2 separate regions of the Zea mays genome follow, and region 2 is linked to region 1. A link is a contact called in public Hi-C data. All regions are on one chromosome and are shown on one strand. The core of a region is the stretch at or near the end of the contact, and the rest is flanking DNA. Distances in the headings are between cores, read along the strand shown. Region 1 has its middle 50 kb from the start of LOC109942545. Region 2 has its middle 84 kb from the start of LOC100273471.

Region 1 (5,828 bases), core at 855-3,354:
TCTCAAATTGAAACTTGGGGGGTGCTAAAGGCGATTCCACCTGCACGCGGAGAGCGGAATGAAGTAGGGTCTCTAGAAATGAGAGGTGAGGAGGAGCCGTGAAAAAATACTTATTTTTTAAGGCTTTCATAGAGGCCCTACTAAACTTGTCTCTGTGATATAATCTCTCAAATTTAGTTGAGAAGCTTATTTATTTGAGATCCTGCTGTAGATGCTCTTACGAGATCGGAGTAACGAGAACCTAAAGGATTTTATGGTGGGAGAATGATTCGGGTAGCTCAACCTCGAGTCCCAGCTCGTGTTTTGGCTATTTGGTTGCCGACATTATTGCACTGGATGCCGCCGTCCTGCTGTAGTAGTGCTGTTCAGCTTCGCCCCCCACCCTGCCGTGCATCTGCATCTGCGGTCTGCCGCCGGTTTGGCCGCCGCGGTCCTCTGCCATGCTAGCGCTAGCGGGGTTTGCTTTCCTTGGCTCCACTCCCTGTCCCTGGCCTGGTCCCTGACTACCTGCGACTGCCAGTGCCACTTCCTTGGCTAGTTGGCCCCGCTGTCCCCTTGCTGTGCACCACCACGACGGCACGACGCCAACGCCACGTACCACTTGTCCGGCCGCCGGCCCGGCTATGGCTATGAGCTGAAATAGCCGTACCATCTCCGATCCTACACCTGTTACTCTGTTAGGTGTTGCAATGGCATTCTATAATTCTATTCCGGAGGCCCCGTTTGGCCGACCTCGGCCGAAAAAGCGCACCATAGAAAAGAGCTCAAAATCTATGATAGACTTTGATTTTTACATACGGTTTTAGTAATCAATCATCAGTGTTATTTTTAGTGCCTGTTTTATTAAAAAAACTGATTATAGAAATCATATTTCTGCATGTGATTTCTTAAGAAAACCGGTACTATAAATCTATAATTTCTATAGACGGTTTTATTAAGGAACCGCAACTACAAATCAATTTTTCTTAAGAAACGGTCATTAGAAATCATCTATATCCTGATTTTTTGAGTTTTTCAAATGACCTCGTATGAAGAACCAACATAAAATTTGTAGATCTCTAAAAGTTATGAAACTTTCTATTGGACACTTTTTTTATTTGAAATCATTTTAACTCTAAAAAATTGTATCTAAATTTGTCAAATTTAAAATACAAATTTTGCAAACGAACTCATATGAGAAAAATATCAAAATAAAAGTTATAAACTTTAAAAGTTATGAAACTTATAGTTGACAACTTTTTTATTTAAATTTATTTACAACCTCAAATAATCAATTTATACTCGGATATATACTTCGACGGAAACGGGCGAGTGAGACCTGGGTGAGGCCTCCTGTAATTTTTTTTTGCTATTTTAAAAACATATTTTATGTTTTTTGGAAAATATTTTACCACTGACGGTTTTATTACTTTGACCTACAGTGAAAATCTATTTCCACTGTCGGTTTTCTTATTTCAACCGCCATGGCAATTCTCAATTACCGTCTTTACAAATAATTTTTTCTACTAGCGTCTATCATAGCCAGTTCTGTAAAACGTCAGTATAAAATGGGTGAACAATAACTGCATCTACAGAGCTTCTATGTACTAGTGCCAGGCTGTGTTCTGGAACAACGATTATGTGCTGTGCATCGTCGATGGGCTTGTTTTTTTTTACTTTGATCTCTTCCACGTAGACTTCATGATTATATAACATAAGCATCTATTTATAGATTATGGATCATATAACCTTGAGGTAAACAAACATGGGCTTACCCATGGAGAATCCGGCATTATATTGCTGGTTACCAAGGGAGTTACGGTGATATTTATTCGGTCAAAATAAAAAGGTCGTCACGAAAAGGCATCACCTTATCAGAAATCCATCAGAAAGCAGCGTGTCCTAGTCAAAAAGAAAAGGAAAAAACAAATATCCTCGTCCTGTTCCATTTCGTTTCCGGCGACAGAATCCGATGCTGCAAGGTCGCATGTGCACCGCACACTAGTGGGCAAACACAAAGATCAGCGTCCACGTCTAACAAACGCACGCACGGCGACACAGACGCGAGAGTAGGACCATCCACCGTCCGCCCGCGAGGCAACAAAACAGCTGTCGTTCCGGGAGGAGGGAGGATGCAGGGACTGGTAGTAGTAGCCTATCTGTGCCCTGCGCTTCTTCTCACTTGCACAGGATGATGGGGTGGAGATTGAACGTTCACCTCTGGAAGTTGCCGGGAAACGAGCCAATGCTTGCAATTTTGTAAGGAGAGAGAGAGAGAGAGAGCTGGCCCGGGAAGATGAACAGCGCCAACCGATGGCAAACGCATTAGTACTATACTGCGAGCAGCATCGAACGTGGAGCTCGAGCATGAGGTGCTGGCAAAGATGGCAGATTTTTATACGGCCGTAGACGGAACGGGCGGAGCAGGTGCCGTGTCACCACCACTCAGCAGCGCGCAATGCGGCCCGTGGTGCCATGTGAGAGCGCGCCGCGGCGACGGCGATTAAAAGAAAGCAGGGCGATGGCGGGGGAGAGGCGGAAAGCGACCGAACACGACGGGGTCCAGGGCAGCAGGGGACAGCTCCAGCAGTAAGTAATAAACTGCCCCCGCGAGCGACCGCCGATTCCACCATCTCGATGCTTGGCCGTACGTACTCTATGCGCCTCACACAGGTTTCTAGAGGAATCTCCAAGGGATCAGCTTGTGCTCATGAGTGACTGCTGACTAGGCAGCAATCGCCCGTGCCTTATCTTAAAATCGCCAGTGGCGCTCCAACGCAATCGAACAGTGCCGTTCACGGAGAAAGAGCCAGAGAGAGGGGGCAGGGCTGATCAGCATTGCGTGATTGTTCCAGCTACGCACGCATTGCTCGTGATTGTTCGCTGCGGCATTCCTCTGTTCCCGCGACAGAGGAGACGCTAAAGAGAGGAGAACCGCTGCCTGTGACCATGTGCACCAGCAATCTAAACAAAGCCGTAAAGAACCGTGAAGCAGCAATGCTAGCAAAGAGAAGAGAGCCATAGATTTACAGCTACGGGTTTCCTTCTACTATCGATTCGCATATATTATGAATATATATGATGCGATGCAATGTGGCATACCACATTGCGCAAGGCAAGGTTCTCCTATCCCCCCCCAAAAAAAAACGCATAGTGTGGAGCTACGACATGCTCGCACCAGGAACCAGCAAACGGGAAAAACCAAAGCAGACGGCGAAGGAGGCAGGCAGGAATTACCATCTCCTCCTCCCCCACCCGATCTCCCTTCACTGCAGCTTCTCTTCGTCCATTTCAACCTCTCCTCACGGTGTCACCGACTCTTGCAGCATCTCGCTCCCTCCGCTGGGGCACACCTACACGCCCTGGGCCGCCGCCTGGCCGCGGCGGACCGTCTCCCTGTGGCGTATGAAGGAGTCGATGCGCTGCAGCTTCAGCTGGTGACGGAACTGGTTGATGAAGTCGTCCGCGCGCGCGTCCACCTCGCCGCCGCTGGCCTCCTCCTCCTCTGACTCGGACTCGGACTCCGACGACTCAGATGCCGGCTCCGGCTCCGCCACGGGGAGCCGCCGACCGCGGTTCTCCCTCGTCGTCGCGGGGCGCCGCGCCTCCACCGCGCGCACGGTCTCCTCCACCTCCTCGGCGCCGAAGTGCGCGAACGCCGACTTGTCGCTGGCGGACTTGTGCAGACGCGACGGGAGCAACGGCAGCTTCGCCTCTGCATCCGCCTCCGACCTGCTCCGCTCCATGTGCGCCGCGTGTTGGGGCTCGGGCTCGGGCTCAGGATCTACAGCGCCCTCGACGACGACAGGGCCCTCTTTCTCCATCTCCGCCGTGTGGGGCTGCTTGTTGTACCCCAGATCCACCACTCCTGTCTCGGCGGGCACGGGCTCGGCCGTGGCGAAGCGGCCGTTGAACGACTTGAGACGCTCGAACGCCATGGACGGCACGCGGGCCAGCCGCCGGTGCGGCTCCCATCCCGCGCCAGCAGCGGCGACTTCCTCCTCGTCGCCGCCGGTCGCCGAGGCGGCGGCCTTGGAGGTGACCGCGATGGTGCCGATGACGATGTTTAGGACGACGAAGAGCACGGCGGGGGTGAACCACCCGTGGACGGCGCTCAGCAGCGCGGGTATCGCCTCCTCCAGCATCGCTTCACTCGACTTGATCCGGCTGGTTGGCGGTGGGGTTCGGGTGGCTGCGAGTGAGGGAGGGAAGCGGGGATGGCAGAGGTGCTGCGTGGTGGTGGTGGCCTGGTAGTGGTGGGGGAAGAAGGGGGAGTGTGGTTATTTAAAGAGGGGAGGGTGAGGTCGGTGCGTTTGGGGCACATGATCACGGAGCAAACGGACAAATGGAAGGTGAGTTTTTGGATTGCTCTCTCTTTTCTTTTCGCCTTTCTTCCTTTTTAATCGTGTGTGTGCTATGTTGTTCATGAGTTTGATCAACCGGAGAGTTATCTTTGCACGTCGAGTTTTAATCTATCTCTAGAAGATTATCTACCTCATCCTCTATTTTAAACTACACTATGTAAACAATATTAACAATATCATTAATATTTCGGCACTTTCTATTTTATAGGACCTGAAGACAGTATTAGAGATACACGGTTACTGTACTGATTCGTGAAGGAACATGCATACTTACTATAATGCATTACGCTACGGTGAGCTGTCCTTTTAGAGCATTGCAGCCACGATAAATCTGTCTACGCTACCTAACAAGATCTAACCACAGGCAATCAAATTTGTACATCTAGGGTTGCTGCCTGGACCAAGGGGTGTAAATCAAACACGCCCATGGAAACAGGCAATGAATTAAAGGGGTAATTATCAAGGCCGGTCCTGAGGGGGTGCGGAGGGTGCAGCCACACCGGGCTCCCAAAAATAGAGGCCCCCTAGACACTGGACGCTAGTATTTTTTTTGTTAAACCTATCTATTCTATACACAAATACGCAAAAAGCGATACGATATCGAGTTATCGACTAGTCTCGTTTATATTGTTAAACTAATGTCTCAATTACTTATCGTATACTCCATCCGTTTCAAAATAGTATTTGGTTTAGCTTTTATTTTTTATATTTATATTGATGATGATAAATCCACTAAAGAAGCAAAATAAATTTTATTTTGATATAGAGAGAGTATTATAAACTATATATATGACGATTGCTTCGGTAGAGATAAGCTTTTTAAAATTAAATTTTTTATGAATTATTTATGGTCAACAATAACTCAAGAGAGATTAAATGGCTTGGCGATTTTATATATCGAAAAAAGTTGTTGGATAAGATTTATCTCGATGATATAAGTGATGATTTTGTATCACAAAATATTAGAAGATATTTTTAATAATATCATATAACAAGTAAGTGTTTTTACCTATATTTTATATTTGTTATCTTATAAACTTTAAAACAGTGCATAATAATTTTTATACGACAAATATTCAGTAATATATGTATAATTATATATATTTGTATGTGGATGGGGCCTCTATATCAAATTTTATACTGGGCCTCTGAAAAGCCAGGAACGGCCCTTGTAATTATCAAGAAACACTATACGGAAGCAGGTCCAGTTTTAAATTTACGTTCTGCTTTTGTATGATATCTATTTACAAGACCGTTTCATCAGGTTTCTTATCTATCATCATGTTGTGTCATATCAACTATCAACCTTAGTCAGTCTTTATCTATCTACCTTAACCAGGAAAAACTTTATCATTGATACGATATCCGATAAACCTGATTTTCCTGTTTATCGTTGGCACCGATATTTTAACATATCAGCCAAAAATTTCGGCCTCTTTTAATATTTGGGCCCAAATCAGACATGGGCCGTCACACTCAGTCGTG
Region 2 (5,828 bases), core at 1,998-4,497, 180 kb after region 1:
CGGCGGCCATCTCGGCCTCCTCGGCGGTTCCGCTCCCGCCGAGCCCAGCCCCAGCAGGCAGGCGCGCGACGGACCTGGCGGCGAGGCGGGCGAGCTCCCTGTGGAGCGCCACCATCGCTCGTTCCTGGTGGAGCGCCACCGTCGGTCGCCTGCCTCGAGGCGACACCGCTGCTGGCCCCCAGGATCACCGCCGCTCGCACGCCCGAGGGAACCGCCGCCGCCGCTAAAACCTAATCCCTGGCGGCGTGGGGGTGTTTTTATAGTGTCGGCGTGGGACTGAATCGTGGGCCTGATGCACGTAATATGCGCAGACTATATTTGCATAAACTGATACACACATCAGCATAACTCGTATTATAATTTAGCGTAAGCACAGTTAGGTACAATAAACCAAAAAGGGTCCGGTGCGGTCTGCGCACCTGGTCAGGGCTTCCTGTAGTTAAATAGAGCCCAGGGCTCTAAATACTATATATATATATATATATATATATATATATATATATATATATATATATAGATTGTATATTAGGAGCCCTGGGCTTCCTTTAGTTATTGGAAGCCCAGGCCAGACAGTGCAATCCGGTCGAGCCGGACCAGGTCCAGACGTCTATAAAAGAAAATCCGTAGTGCTAGGGATCAGTTTTTACGCCCCATCTCGATTCATTAGCGACGGTTCCCAGGCCGGCGGTGGCGGCGGTTCCCAGGCCGACGGTGGCGGCCCCCGATCCAGAGGGCGAGCGGCGGCGGCAGCGCCCTTATGCGGTGGCGGCGGTTTCCAGGCCGGCGGTGGCGGCCCCCGATCCAGAGGGCGAGCGGCGGCAGCGCCCTTGTGCGGTGGCGGCGATTCCCAGGCCGGTGGCCGCAACTCCATTACCTCGACGCGCGGTGGCGGAGGTTCCTCGATCCGCAGCGAGGCCCTTGTGCAGGCAAGCGGCGGCGTCCCCGAAGCCCCGAGGAGGCGGCACTTCCAAGGCCGGCGAGCAAGCGACGCCCGTCGACGTGCGAGTAGCGACGGCGACGCATGAGGCGCGATGTTCGAGCGAGCGACGTCACGGAAGGGGCGAGATGCGCGCAGCGATGATCGCGCGTGACATCCTCTGATCCGACGCATTTTTCTTTTCGTTTATTGTGTTTTATGCCTACCGCATGTATTATTTACCCTAAAAACTGTATGTTTTTATGCTTTAACACAGAGTTCGTATATCAGTTTACTGCATGCACATTTGAAAGGAAATTCCTTGATTTATGTTATTCTTAATTTGCGCGCATGCAATGGAAACTCCCACGATTTTGCCATAATTTTTGGATCTGTATAAAAATAGAAACCGCATGCATGCGGCTGCCATGTTTTTCGGATCTGTCATAAAATAGGATCGTAATAACAACCTACTAAAGTTATCTACCTCTAATTGACTCGGTATTTACGCTTATAATTGAGGGATTTTATGCTCAAAACTTAAGGTTTTTACGCTCCACCCAGAGATGCGTCCACCAGTGAACAACATGCCAGATTTTTTTACGCAGTCTAAGGAATTGCATAAATACCTACACCGTGTAGTATAATTTGTTTCAGTATACATCATAAACTAGTTCTAATGCGTTTAGTTGCATGGCTGTTGGAGGGATCCTATATTTATGAAGGAAATAAAACATTAAATGTGATTTTTTGTTTCTATGCATGCAATTCATTTCCTTTCATTGCATATTCTTTCCATCATAAATTCGTGTGCATGCAGCCTGTAGCAGATTTTTACGCGGTATACCGAATTGCATAATTATCTACACAGTGTAGCATATTTAGTATCAGTATATAGCATAAAATGGTCATTACGAGTTTTAGTTGCATGTCTGTTTCAGCGATCCTAAATTTATGGAGGAAATAAAGCATTTAAAATAGAAACCGCCACACATATCATTCCTAAATTTACGTGCATGCAAGAGAACGTGATTGACTCATGCATGCATTTTGCCATAATTTTAGGATCTGTATAACCGCATGCATGCGACTGCCATGTTTTTCGGATCTGCCATAAAAATAGGATCGTAATAATAACCTACTAGAGCTATCAACCTCTCACATTGACTCGGTATATACGCTTATAATTGAGGGATTTTATGCTCAAAACTTAAGGTTATTACGCTACAACCCGGAGGTGCGTCCACCAGTGAACAACATGCCAGATTTTTTACGCAGTGTAACGAATTGCATAAATACCTACACCATGTAGTATAATTTGTATCAGTATATATCATAAACTAGATTTAATGTGTTTTAGCTGCATGGCTGTTGGAGGGATCTTATATTTATGAAGGAAATAAAACATTAAATACGATTTTTTGTTTCTATGCGTGTAATTTATTTTCTTTCATTGCACATTATTTTTATCATAAATTCGTGTGCATGCAGCTGGTAACAGATTTTTACGCAGTATATCGAATTGCATAATTATTAACACAATGTAGCATATTTAGTCTCAGTATATATCATAAAATGGTCCTTACGCGTCTAGCTGCATGGCTGTTGCAGCGATCCTAAATTTATGGAAGAAATAAAGGATTTTAAAAACAGAAACTGTCGCACATATCTTTACTAAATTTATGCGCATGCATTGGATCGTGTTTGACTCATGTATGCATTCTTTTTTTTGCGCTAACAGACGTGGGGCAGGTGGCGCACCCGACAGCCTGTTTGGACGCGCTGGTTGAACCAGTTTGCAGGGTGGTCGGCCCGGGCTTCCTTTAACTATTGGAAGCCCAGGGCTCCCGTTATACCTACCCTATATATATATATATATATATATATATATATATATATATATATATATATATATATATATATATATATATATATATATATATATATATATATATATATATATATATATATATATATATATATATTGGCCATGCAACTGCGCATTTGTGCAGATCACCTCGCCAGTTAATAATAGCAAGACGTTATGCAGTCTTATTTGAATGGTACATGCTCAGTTATGGAATACGATTATTCTAGGACTCCAGATCGCTCTCGTTATTTTTTTTAAGTTAGGTTCTCTGTCCTGAATTAGCGGCTCCAACGGTTTCCGAGATTTCAATAGTTCCGAATTTGATATCTCTGATTAATTAAGAAAACATAGCTTCCTCCCCAGCTATCTGGCCGTGTCATCGTCATGAATTATTTATGTGACAGATGATGCTTCGTCAAGGTCAGGTGGAGACCCTGCAAGATCTGTGATAGAACAGACGAACTCGTACTTGTCGATGAAGCATGCCAACGGCAGGCCCGGCCTATTCACACGCAAAGCTTCATCCCAACACCAACTAATAATTAAATAATTCATTCAACTGGCTACCAGAAAAGAAGTCAAACAGACTCGAGCGCACGTAGCCTTCACGGCGGCTTCCAGCCTTCCCGCCACGCGCTCGTGAGCTAATCGGTCCAACATAAGGCGATGACGTCTGCACAAGGACACCAAAACCAAAATGGTTTTTTCAAACATAAGATACAACTATAAAACTCTATTATATAATAAAGTATCTATAAATATAGTTTATTAATAAATATAAAAATAAATACACTTATACATCATCGGATCGATAAAACAGGCGACGAATTCGTACAGTGAGAAATAAGACGTCTGTTACTACTTGATTTATGAGTCAGAGACGTCTCTTCGCGGAGAAACGATCCAACAATTTTTTTTGCAAATATCCATTTAAACAACTCAGGAATATTTATATTAAACGTACATATTCTAAGGGTATGTACAATGGGTGTCTTAAGTTGTGTTTTAGAATGTGTTTAGGGGGGTCAATGTAAAAAAACTCAAGACATGTATCTTGACGAAGACACAGTGTCTTAGCTCTATGTTCGAGACAGGAGACTACCTGATTGGTCACTTTAATTTATTGAATGCTCTGATTGGTACAATGAATATAGTAAGACACATATTTTAGACATAACCAATGTATTATATTATGTTTTAATTGTGTCTTATACTTAGAGTACTGTGCAGCAGTGTCTAGGTTGTACATGCCCTAAATCAGTCATGATAACACGAGTCCATCATGTTTTAGACTATAAATCTTCGGACCGACACGGTCTTCAATAATTTTGGGTCAAGTCGTGCTAGAATTCATCCGTGGGAAAGAAGACGCTGGAGCAGATGCTCGATCGCTGTGGAGAAGAGTTCGTGATGCAGCTAGTGGAAGAGACTTTTCGCAAAAGTGCGCGAGTCAAAGCTGATGAAGCCATTTTTTTGCTTCTTCTCAGCCAAAACCATCTATAAAAAAAACGGTATTTGGTATGGCTTATGAAAATAATAGCAAAGCTACCGCAGAAGCAGACAGAGAAAAAGCCTTACCAAAGAAAGCCTAAAGCACGTCGTGCAATGTTTTAGACCACATTATTTCAAAATCCAGATAACGCAATCAAGAAACCCCGTCAATGCACCAACTATATTTACATATTACCAAATATGGTTTTCTTTACATCTTTATTGTTTAATAAAAAAATATAATCTGGGTCAGAATTGTGTATAGTAGTTTAGATTTGTCCAAACTTCACTTTCTCTGCCTTTGACAAAGAAAAGATGCTGAGACATGTGAGCGGAGAAGTTGCAAGGACGGTCTAGCGCTTCAGCATTTCGTCGGCGATGCATGGGTCTTCGCAATCCATACTTACCTGTACGCTCGTTCTTCTCGGCCAAGTTAATTGTAATAATACATGATGTCACCATCAGATCCAGCGCCCAACTAATAACAACACAACCGCGTCCTTGACTCGAGAGTGAGAGGCCGGGTCAGTCAGTCATGCTCCATTTGCTTGCTTAGTTATTGGAAAGTACGAGGCACCATCGATCCCAAATGGAGCTTCAGATCACTAGCATCGCAAGCGACATCCCTACCTACAAAAGCTATTTTCGGTGGTCAAAGACTATCGAAAATAAACCTTATGACATCGAAAATAAGTTATTTTCGGTAGCATAAGGACTATTTTCAATGGTTGGTGGCCGCGAAAAAACGAAAATAAGCTTTTATTTTTGGCGGCCGGACCTAGGCCGCTGAAAATAGTTTATTTGTTGGGGCTGTCTCGGCTTATTCACTTGTTCCCAAATGTTATGAGTAAAGAAAAGGACAACATATTTGTTAATTGTAAGAGACCTTCGTCTTTCGAAGTATTATTCCCCATGGGTATAATACCCATCAGACGAAGGTCTAGAAGGACATACCTTCGTCATTTAATAAGTAAACATGAAATACAAAGGAATAAACATGATAACAATATCTTAATAATTCATTTATTCTTGTATTCCGTGAAACATATAAAATATCAACAATGTTAATATTACATTGACACCTTCGACTTGCTCGAAGGCGAGGATGCGAGAGAGTGCAAGTACAATCCAGCGTGAACAGTACGGTGTTACTGTTTATCTATATATAGGCACGGGACGTAGCCCGGGTAAAAGTACATTTGTGTCCTCAATGTTTATACATGATCGAAATACAAGTTATAAAGGACTAGGTGGTCTTTTCCTCCTTCGGTCGCGAGTCGAAGCTTTTCTGTCTGGTGCTAGCTTCGGCGTTTACTCTTATCTTCTTTGGATCTGTCTTCATCTTATGTGTCTACGTCATAAGAGGTTTATATCCTGAAGACGAAGCTTCCTTCTAAAATAACCCATGTCACACTAAAAACATATGGTTAGTCGTGTTTTTGAGGACCTTCGGAGGAAGAATGCCCCCAACAGTAGCCCCTCGCAGTATTAATTTGTTTCTTTGTAACAAATTTAGACTGCGACATGAACGAAGGCCTTTAGCTGAAGGTC

The links. A called contact is a pair of places that touch in the nucleus more often than the background predicts.
Region 2: a Hi-C map of bundle sheath shows a contact between it and region 1, with 2.6 times the contacts expected there. The contact joins two enhancer-like sites. A contact is called at or near these places in 3 of 25 Hi-C or Micro-C datasets (bundle sheath, ear and tassel).

The regions. Positions count from the first base shown.
Region 1 is chr9:72,832,432-72,838,259 of Zm-B73-REFERENCE-NAM-5.0, forward strand. No RefSeq gene overlaps it. Among protein-coding and RNA genes, the nearest start is that of LOC109942545, 50 kb to the left of the region's middle. Within about 2 kb of position 2,105, at least 19 of the 20 cell types and tissues checked have an H3K27ac peak or open chromatin away from gene starts, as enhancers often do. A contact at or near this core is called in bundle sheath, where this site is marked.
Region 2 is chr9:73,015,289-73,021,116 of Zm-B73-REFERENCE-NAM-5.0, forward strand. No RefSeq gene overlaps it. Among protein-coding and RNA genes, the nearest start is that of LOC100273471, 84 kb to the right of the region's middle. Within about 2 kb of position 3,248, at least 7 of the 20 cell types and tissues checked have an H3K27ac peak or open chromatin away from gene starts, as enhancers often do. A contact at or near this core is called in bundle sheath, where this site is marked.